2 separate regions of the Sus scrofa genome follow, and region 2 is linked to region 1. A link is a contact called in public HiChIP or PLAC-seq data. All regions are on one chromosome and are shown on one strand. The core of a region is the stretch at or near the end of the contact, and the rest is flanking DNA. Distances in the headings are between cores, read along the strand shown.

What was found. HiChIP or PLAC-seq counts read pairs in DNA pulled down with a chosen protein or histone mark.
Region 2: an H3K27ac HiChIP or PLAC-seq map of alveolar macrophages shows a contact between it and region 1. The contact joins the promoter of XYLT1 here to the enhancer-like site in region 1. A contact is called at or near these places in 2 of 5 promoter capture datasets (fetal liver and fetal skeletal muscle), 10 of 47 Hi-C or Micro-C datasets (blood, brain, embryonic fibroblasts and 6 more) and 1 of 2 datasets of contacts at active chromatin or transcription factors (alveolar macrophages).

The regions. Positions count from the first base shown.
Region 1 is chr3:27,203,052-27,207,170 of Sscrofa11.1, reverse strand. All of the region lies in intron 6 of XYLT1 (xylosyltransferase 1), which reads left to right. Among named protein-coding and RNA genes, the nearest start is that of XYLT1, 290 kb to the left of the region's middle. Within about 2 kb of position 2,405, at least 5 of the 83 cell types and tissues checked have an H3K27ac peak or open chromatin away from gene starts, as enhancers often do. A contact at or near this core is called in alveolar macrophages, where this site is marked.
Region 2 is chr3:27,490,854-27,494,972 of Sscrofa11.1, reverse strand. It overlaps XYLT1 (xylosyltransferase 1), which reads left to right and starts at 2,344. Exons shown (of 12, transcript XM_021086555.1): 1 at 2,344-2,763. The coding sequence starts at 2,410.

The DNA.
Region 1 (4,119 bases), core at 1,156-3,655:
AGCCCTAAAAAACAAAACCTAACTAAAAACCACACCCAGGAACACTGTGCCATCTCAGAGCCTTTTTCTAGCATTTCATCTGCAGCTTAACCTGGCAGTTAGTGGGATAATTTTAGTGTGCTAGTATGTTTTGTTTGACCCTGGTGCCAGTTTTGTTTTGCTTAATTCAGGTGCTTTCTTTGAAAATTAATAAGCCCACTTAAAAATAGCAATATTGGAGTTCCTGTCGTGGTTCAGTGGTTAACGAATCCAACTAGGAGCCATGAGGTTGCGGGTTCAATCCCTGGCCTTGCTCAATGGGTTAAGGATCCGGTGTTGCCATGAGCTGTGGTGTAGGTCACAGATGAGGCTTGGCTCTGGTGTTACTGTAGCTGTAGCATAGCTGTGGCAGCTACAGCTCCAATGAGACCCCTAGCCTGGGAATCCATATGCCACAGGTGCGGCCCTAGAAAAGACAAAAAGACAAAAAAAAAAAGCAATATTCCCCATGGAAATCCAGATTTCCAGCTCATCTTGAAAAAGCCAAGGGCCTGCTAATGCTGTACCTGAATTTTCTCATGCTGTCATCTGGATCTTAGACAAAGCCAGTGTGCTATATAGGTCCCTGCACCCCCAGCCCGGCTGGCATTTCAATGTGACATCTCTGCTATAGATGTCCTCCACCACTGCTGATGGACGTGTCGTTGTGGCTGGCTCTGTGACTCAGTTTACCCGGATGACCACAGCAGAGAGGGACGAAAGCAAACAGTGGGATTTCCTGATTTTTGAAGACGTCACCCCAGCATCCTTATGTTGTGTCATTTTCCTTAATTTTAGCTTGGATTTCATCCAGCTATTTATAGATCGTTCGTATCTTCCTGACAGCCTGTGTTCTTTATGTTTAAGAGGAGGCCCAGACCTGAAGATGCCCTGGCAGTTAGCACAGACTAGTACAGTGTGTTCCGGCCACTCAGCTGGAGAGGCTTGGGTGGAAAAAAAAGACTCATGGCCCTATAGTGTGTTGTGTTCCTACTAAGTGTCCATTGCTCTGCTGAGCCTTTCGCACACAGGATCCAGTCTCATGCTTACAGCCAGTCAGCGCAAAAATAAGAATTATGATTTTTGTTTGTCAAGAGAAGAAAGGGAGTCTTTGGGAACCTAAGTGATTTTCCCAAAGTCACACAGCCGCTAAGTGCTAGGATTTGAACCAAATTCTCTGGCCCCAAAGCCTGTGGAAGCGGGGAGGAGCCGAACAAGATTCCATGAAGGTGGTTACTTAACTAGCCCTGATATTGGGGTGTCCACCGTTAGAGAAGGAAGACCCTTCTTCCCTTCCAGGTAACTTGTAGTGCATGTTTTGTGCAAAGTCGCATCATGAAAAGGGGACCCGCTCTAAGTTGATAGACTTGTGTCTGAATTACATCCACCCTGGTACTGTTGTTTTAGCCTACTCAGTATTTATTCTCTGTCTGCTATTCCAGCCCCTGTGCCAGGAACTGGGTACAACACAGAGGTTAAAATTATACCTGTGCTTTGGAGTTCCACTGCGGCTCAGCGGTAACGAACCCGATTAGTATCCATGAGGACGTGGGTTTAATCCCTGGCCTTGCTCAGTGGGTTAAGGATCTGGCGCTGCCGTGAGTTGTGGTGTAGGTGGCAGATGCAGCTCGAGTCTGCCATTGCTGTGACTCTGGTAGACCAGCGGCTACAGCTCCGATTTCGACCCCTAGCCCAGGAACCTCCATATGCCACAGATCCAGCCCTAAAAAAGACAAAAGAAAATTATATCAATTTTTTAGGTCACACCTCCTGGATTGGAGTTCAGGTCTACTATGTCCTGCCTGTGTTGCATTGGACAAGTGACTTAACCTCTCTGAGCCTGTTCCCTTATCTCTACACTGAAAATATGAATCCACTTAAGAGATTGGTGGATTAAATGAGATGCTGTTTATAAAGCATTCGGCACATCATAAATGCCCAGTGATGGTGACTGTGGTGGTGCTAACAATGTCATTGCCGAGTTAAAAGTTGGACCAAAGTATTGCAGGTGGAAGAAATAAATAGATGACTCATGGGCCAGGGTTGTGCCTTTGGCTGTGTGAGTACATCCTGTCCAGTTGATGTGCATTAGCAGTTGACAAATGGTACCCAAATGGCATAACATGAAGGACAGGATAACGCCTCAGGCTAAGGAGATGCTGCCTGCACCTCCTCTAAAACCCTAAGACCTAAGGTTCTCTGGACAGAATAGCTCCCATGTTCCAACACTCACGTGTGAGCTCTCAGCTGGGATTCTCTCACTTAGATGAATTAAGGACAGCAGTTGAGGGTTAATTTAATGGTAAAGGAACCAATGTGCCATCAGGGGCCGCTGCTTCCTCTTTGTCTGCTGAGGCGTCACCAGCCTCACCCACAAGCCCAGCCACGCCCCTCTTCCCACGTGTCTCCCTCGTGTGCATACTGGGCGGGGCTTAGCTCTAGTTCTGCCCTGATGGTGTGCCAGGAAAGACTCTTTTTGGTAGGAAGTGACAGAAACCCAGCTCAAACTCGCATAAAGGGAAAAGGAAGTTATTGGGTGATGCGACTGGAATATTAGTATCTGACTTCAGACATAACTGAATTAGGCAGCTTTAAATGACATCGTCAGGCCCAGAATATCTCTGTTAATTCATTTTGTTGTTGTTGTTTATTTTGGCCATTTAATTATTTCTTATTATTCCTGGAGAATACAGTGAACACATCACATCAACTAGCCAAGAAGTTCGCTGGCAGAAATCTTTTTTTCTAAATTGAGATATAGGGCCTCCCGTCATGGCTCAGCATGAATGAAACCGACTAGTATCCATGAGGATTCGGGTTCGATCCCTGGCCTTGCTCAGTGGGTTAAGAATCCAGCATTGCCATGAGCTGCGGTGTAGGTCACAGACGCAGCTTGGATCCTGCATTGCTGTGGCTGTGGTGTAGGCCAGCAGCTGCAGCTCCAGTTCGACCCCTCGCCTGGGAACTTCCACATGCTGTGGGAACAACCCTAAAAAGAACCCCCCCAAAAAGGAGGGGTTGAATCAGATGGTTTCCAAATTCCCCCTCATTCTGATGCTCCATCCCTTGGAAAAGACAAAGGCAAGGAGTTAAGAAGAGAGACGGGGAGGGCCGAAAGCAAGCAGTGAGATACAAAAGCCACGGGGTACCTCAGTTTTTAATTCCACGTGGTTCCTAATAGCAGTTTGGACTTTCTGTCCCCACCTCCAGCCTTTAGCAGCCAATTTGGACTTCCAGCTCCTGCTGCTAAGCGATGGCACAAAGGCAAACTAGTATTTTAATAGTTGCCAAATTGGTCCTGACTGTTCCATAATTAAATGAAGGGGCATGTTGTGTTCACTGAATTTCCCTGCTTTCCTCCAAAACGGAGGTAACTAGATACAGTGAAAGACATGTAGCATCATTTCCCCAGATAAGCGCTGCAGGGCCGGCAGAAGCAGGTGTCCCGAATAAGCCGGTCTTGGTGAACATCCCCGGGAACTCGTGGCTTCTGCTCAGGGAGCCTGGGAGACGTTTCCCACATCTCGGCAGCCTGGTCTCAGTGCGGGGACAGGCCCCCTACAGGGAGATGGGAAGGGTCATTCATCCTCCTCCTGTCCTCAAATAGAGTTTCCTCTGGGACTTTTCCCACCTTGGTGGGTCTAAGTTCTCCAAATGGTTCAAGGTCACCAGGGCCCCATCCTAGGACGCAGTGTGGTGTTGGCTAAGAGCATGCACGCTGGGGTCTCAGGGAAAAATGTTACCTCTGGAGTTCCTGTTGCGGCTCTGCAGTAATGCACCTGACTAGGACCCACAAGGATGCGGGGTTCAATCCCTGGCCTTGCTTAGTAGGTTAAGGATTTGGTGTTGCTGTCAACTGTGGTGTAAGTGGCAGACACAGCTCGTATCTGGCGTGGCTGTGGCTGTGGCCAGCAGCTGCTGCTCTGATTTGACCCCTAACCTGGGAACTTCCATATGCCTCAGGTGCGGCCCTAAATGAAAAAAGCAAATAAACGAAAAATGCCAGCTCTGCCATGTGACAGCCAGATAACTTTGACACATGGCTCCTACTGATCATGCCTCCGTGTCTTTATCTTTCTAAGATCTGGACAGAGATGAGGG
Region 2 (4,119 bases), core at 1,095-3,594, 290 kb before region 1:
ACCTAAAGCTGGTTCAATCAGGGAGAATATCTGAAACTTTGAGGAGAATTCCGGAAAATACTGACCCTCCTCCTGGGCTAGAAATGAACAAAGGATACAATGAGTCTGAGTAACTGATGCCAGACTGTGACGGGAGAGAACTTAAGGATGAAGTACATCTCATGAAAGGCAGAGGGGAGAGTTGGAAAGAAAACGAATCATAGGTCATAGTTCTGAGCTACTTGATCAAATCTCACCTGATGTCATCACTGGAACATTTAGTTATATGATCTGGTAACTCTATTTTTAAGACAGAATAAATGTTTTAATTTGTAACAAAAATATTCCCAGGAGATAAACAGAGGATAGAAGACTGGTGGCATGGCAGTAGAAGCTTGCCTCTGTTATCTCACTCGTGGTTAGGTAGGCTCAGCCCAAGGGGGAGGCCTCTATACCTGGCCATATGTCTGGCCAGGCGTGGAGACTCTGAAGGCTGAGTCTCCTCTGGTGTTTAGATCCCCTTTTGCTGGCATTTCACACTCCCAGTTCAGGGAAGCAGGCTGGCCTCTTACATGGGTCCAGAAAGTCTTCTTGGTGGTCCTTCCCACCACATCATCATGAACTCACAGCAATTTGTGCACATTTCCAAAGTGGCATTGACCTCACTGCTTGTTAATGACTGATGTGTATATCTGGCTCCTCCTCTGGACCCCAAGCTGGTGGAGCGGAGGTTAAGCCCTACCTTTGGATCCTCTGTGCCTCGCCCAGTGTCTGACAGACGCTTGATGATGTTCACGGACCCTCCTTGAGTGGATAAAACAATCTCTTCCCTGCTTCCTTCTCGGATGGATCCTCTATTCCTCCACTTTCTTCCCTTTAAAATTAGGATGAGGTTTAAAAGCACAGTGGTCAAGATGCAAAGCACTCACCCTGAGTCTCCGATGCATAAGCTGAGGATTTGATCTGCTATTGTATTCTGAGTGTTATGTCCTGTCTGGGACACCTACTCCCTCTATCAGCTCACCATGTGCTCAGGGCTGCTGGGCAAGAGGACACTGGGAGGGAAAGACTAGAAAGACTGAGTCAGAGAAGGCTGGTGATGAAATTTGAGTCCGTTGGGGTTGCCAGCTTAAACCCTCATTGAGAGAGGAAGCTCAGGCCCAGGGAGGAGTTCTCCCTGCTCAAGGTCACCGGACAGTCCAGTCCAGTCCAGCCTCCAGTTTAGGAGGCAAGACCAGTTCTCCCAGGAGCTGAGCCCTTTGCGGGCAGGCAGGCAGGCTTCAGGTCGGAGGTGAAGCAGGACCTAGTGGAAGACTGGGGCAAGACTTTGGGGCTTGCAGCATGTGAAGGATGAGAAACTCCACTGGGTCTCTCCCTTTTCCCACTAGGGCACGTGCTCGCCAACTGGATTTGGAAGTCTCCTGACCCGTTTGTCCTCAGGGATCAAAGAAATGACTCAATGAAGCACTTAGGACATCATTGGCACTAGGGGGTGGGGTATGATTCAGGAGTCATCACTCACGGATTCTTATTTGTGGCCTCCTCCCTGCCCCTTCAAGCCAGGGATCTCGGGATTCAGGGATCCACCGCTTGAGACCCTTCCCTGGCTCTGACACTCCAGACACTTTTTTCGCGTCTCCACCTGCCAAGCAGTCTCTGTGCCCAAAGAAGACACCTGGACCGCAACTCCGGGGCGGGGAGGCGGCTCCACTCAGCTGCCTCGTGCTTGCCTCCCACATGGAAGGCAGGATCTCAGGACCCCTGGAGCTTCCGACCTCCCCTTGATCCTGCGCGGGCCCACCCTCACCCGAAGCTCCTCAGGCTTTTCTGCCCCTGCCCGGCCTTCTCTGCTGCGGGGACTGTCCCCCTCTCCCCCACCCACTCCGGCTCGCGTCCGGGCGGGTGTCGGTCCCCTCCGCTCGCCCCCACCCCCTTCCTCTCCCTCCTGCTTTTTCCTCCGTCGCTCCGCCCCCACGCCCCGCCCCTCTCCGCCGGGGCCCGCGTCCCCCCAGCCCATTCCCCATCCCGCGAGACCCCCTCCCTCAGAAGGGGGTGTGGGGAGGGGGAGCCCCGCGGCCTAGGCCCCCGCCCTCCCCGCGCGCCCCGCCCGAGCGCGCGCGCCCGCCGCCCCCCTCCGCGGCCTCCGGCTCCCCGCCTCCCCGCCTTCCCCTCCTCCTGGTGACGTCCGGGTCCCTGCCCGTCTGAAAACTCCGCGCCGCGGCGGTGGAGGCGGCGGCGGCGGCGGCGGCGGCAGCGGCGGCGGCGGCGGCGGCGGCGGAGGAGGAGCACCGGCGAGCCGAGGAGGCGGCGGCGGCGGCGGCCCGAGCGGGAGCCCAAGCGGCAGCGGCGGCCGCGGGAGCCGCGGGGAGCGCGGGGGCGGCCCGGAGCGCCCGGGGTCCCCGCGCCCCGCTCGCCCGCCGCGCTCCGAAGATGGTGGCGGCGCCGTGCGCCCGGAGGCTGGCCCGGCGTTCGCACTCGGCGCTGCTCGCGGCGCTCACCGTGCTGCTACTGCAGACGCTGGTCGTGTGGAATTTCAGCAGCCTAGACTCCGGGGCCGGGGAGCGCCGCGGGGGCGCAGCGGCTGGCGGCGCGGAGCAGCCGCCCCCGGCCCCGGCCCCGCGCCGAGAGCGCCGGGACCTGCCCGCCGAGCCAGCTGCAGCCCGAGGAGGAGGAGGCGGCGGCGGCGGAGGACGGGGGCCCCCGGCGCGGGCGCGGGGAGGCGGCCCCGGAGCACCCCGCGTGCAGCAGCTGGCCAGCCGGGGGGCACTGGCCTCGCGGGCGCTGGTAAGATGCCCTTTGGGCTCGCGTCCCGGAGGGAAGGAGGGAGATAGGCGGTTGCGACCCCGCGCCCCCCAGCCCTTGAACCTCGCTCAGGAGACTGGGACTCCCCAAGCCTTCTGGCTCCACATCGCTTTCCCCTGGAAACCAGGATGGGGGTCCCAGCTCAGGCTCACGGGCCGAGGGCTGCCCCCTTGGGGTCTGGGGAAGTTATCTCCGGAGGAGGTGCTTTGGGGGGTTACCAGAGCCTGGCTGGGTTCCTGTCTCCCGTCACTCTCCCTCGGCGCCCCGACTTGCTCTGTGCATATGGGTGTTGGTGCCTCCCTCCCGGTCTGAGAGAGTGGCCGTGCCCGGGACCTTCAGCCGCTGCCTGGGCGGTGGTGCTCACTGCATCGCTTGGGTTTTGGCCGAGCTGGGATGTATACCCCTCGGTCCTCTGCTTGCTGCCTAGTTGTCTTTGCCTGGCCTGAGAGGAGGTCCGAGATCAGTGCCCCAAGTCCTCAGTCGTGCCCTGGAATCCAGATTCAGTTTTGGGTGCCTGGTCTTACTCTGGGTCTCCTGTCTAACATCCCTGGATGCCTGAGACGCATGTCTGCCTCTTCCACGTCTAACCTTGCCCTCTCCTCCGCCCTCTCTGACTTTCCTCGCCCTGCGCTCCGGTGTCAGGGCATGGCCGCAATCTGGGTGTTTGTGTCTGGCCCTCTGTCTTGAGTATGGCTAATTCCTGTCACCAGCTGTGTGGCCGATCACAGCATCACGACTTAAGCTCCTGTGGGTTTACTTTGCCCTCCTTGGGTGTGAACAGCACAGACTCTGAAACTGTGCCTTCCGCAGATCTTCTGGGGCCATCTGAGTGGCTTCCTTCCCTGTCCCCAACTTCTCCAGGGTGCCTTTCACACCTTCTGTGGGCCTGGCTTAGCCCACTCTGCTCGGAGCTCGCAGGGTACGTCCCCAGTCTCCACACCCTGTGGGCGTGAGTGTCTGTCTTGAGGGAGAACGATGTGCTGAGTGTCTGTCTGTTATTTTCATCTTCCTGCCTGCCTAACAGAACTTCTCTGGGGCCTTGGGGACATTATACACCAGGGCGTAGTTTGAGGATCTTGGGCCGTGAATGCACATCTCTGTCGTCTGTCACTTCGGGAGCCCTCACTGAAGGCTGCCTGCTGCATCCGAAGACAGAGCATGATGCTCTTTGCTCTGCTAAACTTCTTTGGAGTCGAGGTGACTGTCTTTGCCAAAGCCTGGCTCTTTGGTGACTGTCGGCTGAGCCAGGGCAAGATGTGAGGCGATGGCATCTCGCGTTGCTGGCTGATCTGTGTGGGTAGCAGGGAGATGTCTTTTCTCCATTTGCGAATGGGAGAG